2 separate regions of the Gasterosteus aculeatus genome follow, and region 1 is linked to region 2. A link is a contact called in public Hi-C data. All regions are on one chromosome and are shown on one strand. The core of a region is the stretch at or near the end of the contact, and the rest is flanking DNA. Distances in the headings are between cores, read along the strand shown.

Region 1 (3,461 bases), core at 723-3,222, 110 kb before region 2:
GAAGGTGTACCTCCTGAAACACAACGACGAGCAATCTCCCAGAGAATGAGCCCAAAGCTGTACATGTCGGCCATTAGGTACGACTTTAATTTACTTCGGTCCAAAGTCTCTTCCAGAACCTCTGGAGGCATGTAGCGCTTTGTACCCACTCTGGTGTTGTGAGGAATGTCTACCTCATTGGTGTCACTGCAAAGGTCAAAGTACAAATATTAACATCATAGATCAACGAGCTGTGAACGTTAATTAATCCATAAATCCATAATACTTTGGAATCTCTGAAATCTTGCAAAATATTGATTTAAATAACAAAGGGAAACATTTTATACTAGTATTTCTTCACGGCAAAAAATGCTTCCCTCACCTGATAAACTTGACCGACAGCCCCAGGTCAGCTATACAGCAGGTCCCGTTCCTTTTCACCAGTATGTTCTTACTCTTCAGGTCCCTGTGAGCGATGGAAGGTTTGGCCTGAGTGCCTATGATCCCGTTGTGGAGGTGACAGAGGCCTCTGACGGAGGAGTAGGCCAGTCGCAGCATGGCTCTGTTGTCTAGAGTAGTCGACTTCAGGTAGTCATACAGGGAGCCGTTTTCATGGTAGTCCGTGATTAGGTAGAGTTGGGTCCAGGAGCCGGTTCCTTTAATATCAGCAGCTATAAAACCTGGAAATATACGAGTTAAGAGGAGTTAAACAGATTTGTTTACTTAAGAAGAAGCAAATATGTAAAGTCACTATAGACAAAGGCAAATAATAATAATTATATATATATTACTACTAAATTAATCTAATCTAAATTAAGGTGTGTGAAAGCTTCCTTTTCATATGTCACATCACAACTACCGAAGTACATCTGTCTTAATTAGTTTAGTTTAGTTTAAATTACTTTTAAAACTAATCATGCAAGGTCTGTATACAGTACATTTAAGTCATTTTAAACATTATATATTAAGTTTATTTTTAGAAAGATGTCCTGTATCCCTCAATTATATAATGCTATCTTGGCAAAGTATTTCCTGTGGAGGTATTTACTGTCTGCAAATAGTCTGTCTTCCAGTTTACTGGCAAGTGATCTTTTGCCCCACTACTTAATTGCTATGCAACCTGTAGTGTTTAATTATACAAGCCTTGGCTGGCAGTCTGTTGTTGTCTTCTTTATAATGTGTCGGGGTGTATGGTCTCTTGGCTATAATTGATTTGTTTTGGCAGTGAGTGCAGTGCAGGGCAGCATAGTTAATAATGGACACAGTCCCAGTTCAACTGTGGCGTGTATTTACTGTTAATTCTGCAGTCACCTCTCGACACACCAGTTCATCCATCCGTTCATCCATAATTCAGGGTTGTTTTGTTTAACTGATACTATATGAGAAAGACTTATTTATTGCTTTTCCTTCAAATTCATGTTGGGCTCTTTGTTAACTGGGATGGAGCACACCGAGTTTTCTTTGATTCACTTGAAAGACAATAATTAAAAACACAAACAAATAACAGACGGTTGCGTTGTGTCTAAATCGATATGAATAGAGACGAATCTGAATGTCAGTAACAAGGGGGAGAAAAAGACACAGAGACAGACACCAGTCTTACCCAGTATGTTCTCATGTCTCATTAGGACTGTCTGGTAGATCTCAGTCTCTCTGAACCAACTAGCCTCCTCAGTGGTGGTGAAGACTTTGACCGCCACCTTTTCTCCCCTCCATCTGCCCATCCACACCTCGCCGTACCTCCCCTTGCCGATCTGCTTCACCATATAGATCTGCTTGGCTATTGTTCGCTGCACCTAAAGAAGAGCCGAAGATGGAAAACGGGGGGGTTGGTTTTAGCGTATTCAGCTCCTCACACGTCGAGTGGAACCTCAAATGAGGTTTTGTGGGACTCTCGGACTGGAAATGAGACCTCGGCTGCAACACGAGTATCTCACCAATAGAGGGAGCCCCGAGCCTGAGCCAGAGCTTTGCGACTGCTCTATCAGGTCCCTCAGAGACTCTCCGGGGGGGATGTAGGTCTCATCCTGCTTCAGACCAATGCTGTACCGCCCGCGAGACTCCTGACGTCTATACCTGTAAAAACACAGTTATTTGGCGTTCCTTGTCACAAAGGAGGAGGAAAAAAAAGTATTATAAGGAATACAAACTCTCTGTAATCACCTGAAGTAGCAGAAGACAATAATGAAAACCAGGATAACGCTGCACACAATGACTGAGATTGTCATGGCTTCGTTGTGGATGTTTCCATCTACATAGACTGGAGAGGGGAGAATGAAAAGGTCAGAAATAATGTGTGCACTGCAGCAACAGAGGAAAATTCTAATTATATGGAGAAGAGGGAAAATATTAAGGAATAAGGATTCATGAAATACTATCAGAACAAAAAATAAGTGCAACCAATGGACATTCTTAAGAAGAAAGGTTGGATACGTTTTCTGGTCCAGATACTCAAATGAAAACCTGTAAAAAAAACTCAACCTCTAAGGGAAATAATACGATGAAATCAATCATTCCCACAAGTCACTTGAACGGAACCGCCGTCCCGTAAATCAAGCACAGATCACATTGCGCTCGAGCAACGTCAGCCCAGTCGATGGATTCTCTTCCTGATCCGCTTTTGCAAGCGGCAGGACTGTCTGACACTCCTGCTGTCTCCCCCCATTTAAGCCATCTTTATCTCTCTGACAACGTCATAATATCTCTATCTCTGAACGCCATGTGCTCTAACGGCATCCTTCACAGTCCTCGGCCCCGTCCATGTCAATGCCACACTGTTGTTGTTACCCGTCAGCTGGAGAACAAGGCGTTCTTAAAAAACGATTCTTGTGTTACACGGTGAAGAAAGAGTTGTGGACGGACGAGATAAGAGAGACAGAAAAACTTACGAGGTGGTTTGAGTGGCGGCAGTATGGGATGCAGGTTTTTGTTACAGTAATCCTCGTCTGTACAGCACTCCAGTGATCTGCGTTGAGAGTTTCCCCTCTCCTGGAAGACACACAAGTTTACTTCTAATTTCTCTTTTTGTTTTTGTGTTTTTGTGTTCACTGTGTTGATTAAATCGCTGAATTTTATTGTATTGGTTTTGCTACTACCTGCCTCCCCATGGTGTGATAGCAGATTTTTAGTAATAATTATTTTATTATAATTATAATTTGATTTGAACTACTAATCTAATATTAAAAAAGAAAAATGTAATTAATCTGAAATAAAAAATATTTTCAGTAACAGCTTTAAATGTAATGACACAAGTATAAATGGTTAGGTCAGAAAAAATCTGCTTCCTTCTATCGAAATCAATATCTTAGATAGAGCATGTTAGAGAGAGGGTAACAAAAGGCAGAGGTGCACTCACCCTACACTGAAATTCTGATCCCCGGAGGCCGAGGCATCCCGCCGTTAGGACCGGCACTCCTCCCTCGTCCTCCACCATCGTGAAACAATAGCCATCAGTCCTGGAAAAACATTACACAGTATTATTA
Region 2 (3,497 bases), core at 136-2,635:
ATATCTGGGATAATCTTCATCAGGGGTCTTTAAATATTTCTCAAGGAAACATTACTAAGACGAACTGCTCATTCGACCGGTGTCAACCAGAACACTGAGATGCAAAAATGATTTATAAGATAATCCCCCCCTTTAACTCTCTGTAACCTGAGAGACGTGGAAGATACTGCCACTTGCTCTGCAGGGAAATAAACCCTCAAGTTTGATTGGGATGCGTTTGCCGCTTAAGTCAATCAGGCGTCTTGCACCTCCACACAACCCAGTCCCCCTGTCTGTCCATCCTGCGAGACAATCACATGAGTGATTACAACGTCCCCTTGAGACTCTGATTGAAGGACAGAGACGTACATCGAAAATATAAAAATGTAAATCAGAACAACAACATCTGCTTGAACCAACCCACCTATAGACGGCAAGCATAACCAGCGCGTTGCCAGTGATGCCCAGCGTCCCGATGACGACGACAAATACAGCAACGATGTAGTGAGCATGGTCAGGCACGTCCACCTTGTTGATGAAGCTTCTCTGGGTGTGGGCGTTGTCTGGCTCCATGCTCTCAGTGGACCACATGGCTCAAACACCTTATCAGGACTGCCAACCTGGCAGGGTGCAGTGGGTTTAGAACTTTGCTTTGCTTGTGCCGGGGCTCCATGGTGGTATCATCTGCACAGGAGGTCCAAGGGACGTGCACGGTGTCTTCTTCAGGTCGTCATACAGTGATGTCCAGATTAATCCCCTTCAGCGAGGGAAGCCCTTTTTCTTCGTAAATCATCCAAGCAGCAGGCCACTTTGGACTGAATAGAGGGGGGAGGGGGGGGGGGGGGTTTACCTTGTGAAGTCCAAACGTTTACTTCTAGAGTAAATACTGGAAAAGAAAAGGTTATCTGTAAAAAAAATGTATAAATATTTTGGAAAATTCCAAATGTTATCTAGACTTAATGTCAATTCATATTATAAATGTTGTCGGTAGAAAAAAAAAAGGAAAATTCCTCTTTTACTTCTTCGTCCAGCCGTGTTCGGTGCTGCCCGCCGTCCGTGGCCGTGCCGTCACCAGTTAATCTCCAAATGAACCAAATGTTGAATCCATTCTGTTAATCCACTGTGGTCTGCGGTTCAACAAATTGTCCTCCAACTAATGCGTCCCGTTTGACACTTGGGTTACCGAGTTGGTAATGTATATTAAATCCCCCACTCGTTGCACATTGTCACTGTCCGTCCACTCGGCGTCAGCCTGCTGCCTCCTCGCCCATCCACACCAGCCGTGCAACAAGCTCCGAATCGGAGGCCTGTCTCTGTCCTATCCGCTCACCTCCCTCTATGCGTCTCCCTCTCGCTCTCCCATGTTGCTCTTCGTTGCTCTCTTAGCCCTTCCCTCTTGTCATGCTTTTGCTTCTCCTCAAACATACTGCCATCTCTCCTTTCTCTCTCTCTCTCTCTCTCTCTCTCTCCCTCCCTCCCTCCCTCTCCCCCACCCCTCATGTAATACAGCCCAGCCTTGAGCTCTAACCCTTTAACTAAGACATTCTTACATAACAGACACCATGTTCACTAACTCTACCAGTATTAACAGGCATTAAAAACCGCCAGTTTTGTTAACTATACGTACACACTACAATGCAAACACGTCACCTTTCATGACTATTGATTCGCATGCATTACGGCCATCCGACTAACAGGCTGACCAGTCTGTGGAGCCTCTTGCTTGCATGCATGCAGGCGAGCTCTCGCGCATGTTCCCTCGCCCAAACAGTGCTCGCTCTGCGGCGGCATCATTATGTTCACAGTCCCCAACTCACAGATATTTTAAGATCACTCATGAAATCACAGTAATTGGTCTTCCCATTCCCAACGTATTCACCACAGCTCACAGGGCATGCATCATCCTGCATGCACACACTTCTCGCACAAAACAAGCACTTTTGTTAAAAAAAAGTGGAAGGGAAATACCATTGTACAATTTATCTAAATAAGCACATTCAAAGGCTTTCTCTTAATCTCCCCCTATAGTACAACCGTGGAAAAAAATGCTTATCACATGATCTAATTCTCGTTTGTTCACTCAGGTTTCTTTTTGTATTATGGTGAAATCATGAACATTCTTTTTAATGGGGATTGGTTGTTCAATGCACAATTTCAATTTATGTTTCCATTCAAACAAAACGATGCCAGCGAAGAACTTCATTAATTGTGGTGCTAATATCATCGTGATCCAATTCAAAAGGGCAAACAGACATTTTGATTTATTCTTCTTTGGACTGCCGACGGGACATCGGAAGGAAGCACGCCTCATCTGATGGTTATTGCTTTTTATGGTGCTGGATATGTTGTAAAGGAGATGAAGGGAATAAAGGGAGGTGAAGGATTCAGAGCTTAGACAGATGTGTGAACTAAGCCTCTGCAGCAAGGGATAGCCTTAATCTGCGCCCTGTGCATGCATGTGGATCAGTGTTTGATCTGATAGGAATAAGAACCCAACATGTAATTGTTTGTCAGATGCGTGTGCGTCTTTCCACACATTATTCCACACACTTTCACATATGTATTTGAGGACTACATCCTATTCCCAAAGCACACACAACAGATGTTCTCAGTGATTCTGCCGGGCTTGATAGCCTAAACTGGTTTAAGTTTACGTCAGCACAGAAGGGAACTGTACACCAGTACATCTGGTGCTACGTAAATGTTAATGCTAATGTCAAACACATTTTAATAAGGAAGTACACCATTTTAAATTCATAAATCCGGTGAAATGTGATGTTGATTTGCCTGACTGACTTTTTTTCCACATAAAAGCCTGTTACAGACCAGACTTTTGACAACTCAGCACAATTGTTGTTTGGCTTGTAAAGTTTACTAAATTACTATGTCTTCAAAATGGAAAGCATCCATAGGATTTCATAGATTTCAAGCATTTCATAGTTTAAAGAGCCTACTTTGATCTGTTGGTAAATGTTTTCCAAAGTGTTTCCATTTAATATATTCCTGTTTCTACATATTCCTTTGTTAGGTTATAAGTCCATGTCCCTCATCTTCTTCTCTGTAGCTTCCTCTCTGTTTCACCATCTGGATGAGTGACCTTGTCTGGATGGAAAAACGCATCAGTGGTGTTGCATTCACACAGCGAAGCAGGTCAGAATTCCACATGTCAATGAGTTCTATTAGTATTGAACAAACTAGTGGCTTTGGTTTGAATCGTGTGTTGTAGTTAGCTTTTGGCAGACGATGGAAAAATACTAATTACTATTGAGTGGTGCTGGCCATGTGACCAGGACTGTGTCCTCAAACCCAAAAGTCAGTTGGAGATCAATATTTCACTACTGAGGGAGGCAGGTCATAGATAATGTACAAAGCACCAGGAGGGTTGTGGAGTGTGATTCGATGCATGAATCAATTTCAGCCCATTCAAGAAGGTGCAGAAGTTCTCTGCAACATGAAGTTGCCTATTTCACAATTCCTCCTTTCCTCCTGAAGCAAAGAGGTCCCGGGTAGTTGCGTTA

Evidence for each region. Hi-C and Micro-C count contacts between places; a contact is called where the count stands out from the background.
Region 1: a Hi-C map of skeletal muscle shows a contact between it and region 2, with 6 times the contacts expected there. The contact joins the enhancer-like site here to the promoter of LOC120831325 in region 2. A contact is called at or near these places in 3 of 6 Hi-C or Micro-C datasets (skeletal muscle and whole body).

The regions. Positions count from the first base shown.
Region 1 is chr13:9,362,957-9,366,417 of fGasAcu3.hap1.1, reverse strand. bmpr1ba (bone morphogenetic protein receptor, type IBa) reads right to left here. Exons shown (of 13, transcript XM_040196122.2): 5 at 3,335-3,434; 6 at 2,868-2,967; 7 at 2,143-2,239; 8 at 1,917-2,055; 9 at 1,583-1,775; 10 at 362-659; 11 at 11-186. Among protein-coding and RNA genes, the nearest start is that of LOC144386373, 24 kb to the right of the region's middle. Within about 2 kb of position 1,972, at least 1 of the 9 cell types and tissues checked has open chromatin away from gene starts, as enhancers often do.
Region 2 is chr13:9,255,805-9,259,301 of fGasAcu3.hap1.1, reverse strand. LOC120831325 (melanopsin-A) reads right to left here and starts at 1,385. Exons shown (of 10, transcript XM_040196706.2): 1 at 999-1,385; 2 at 404-865. The coding sequence starts at 570.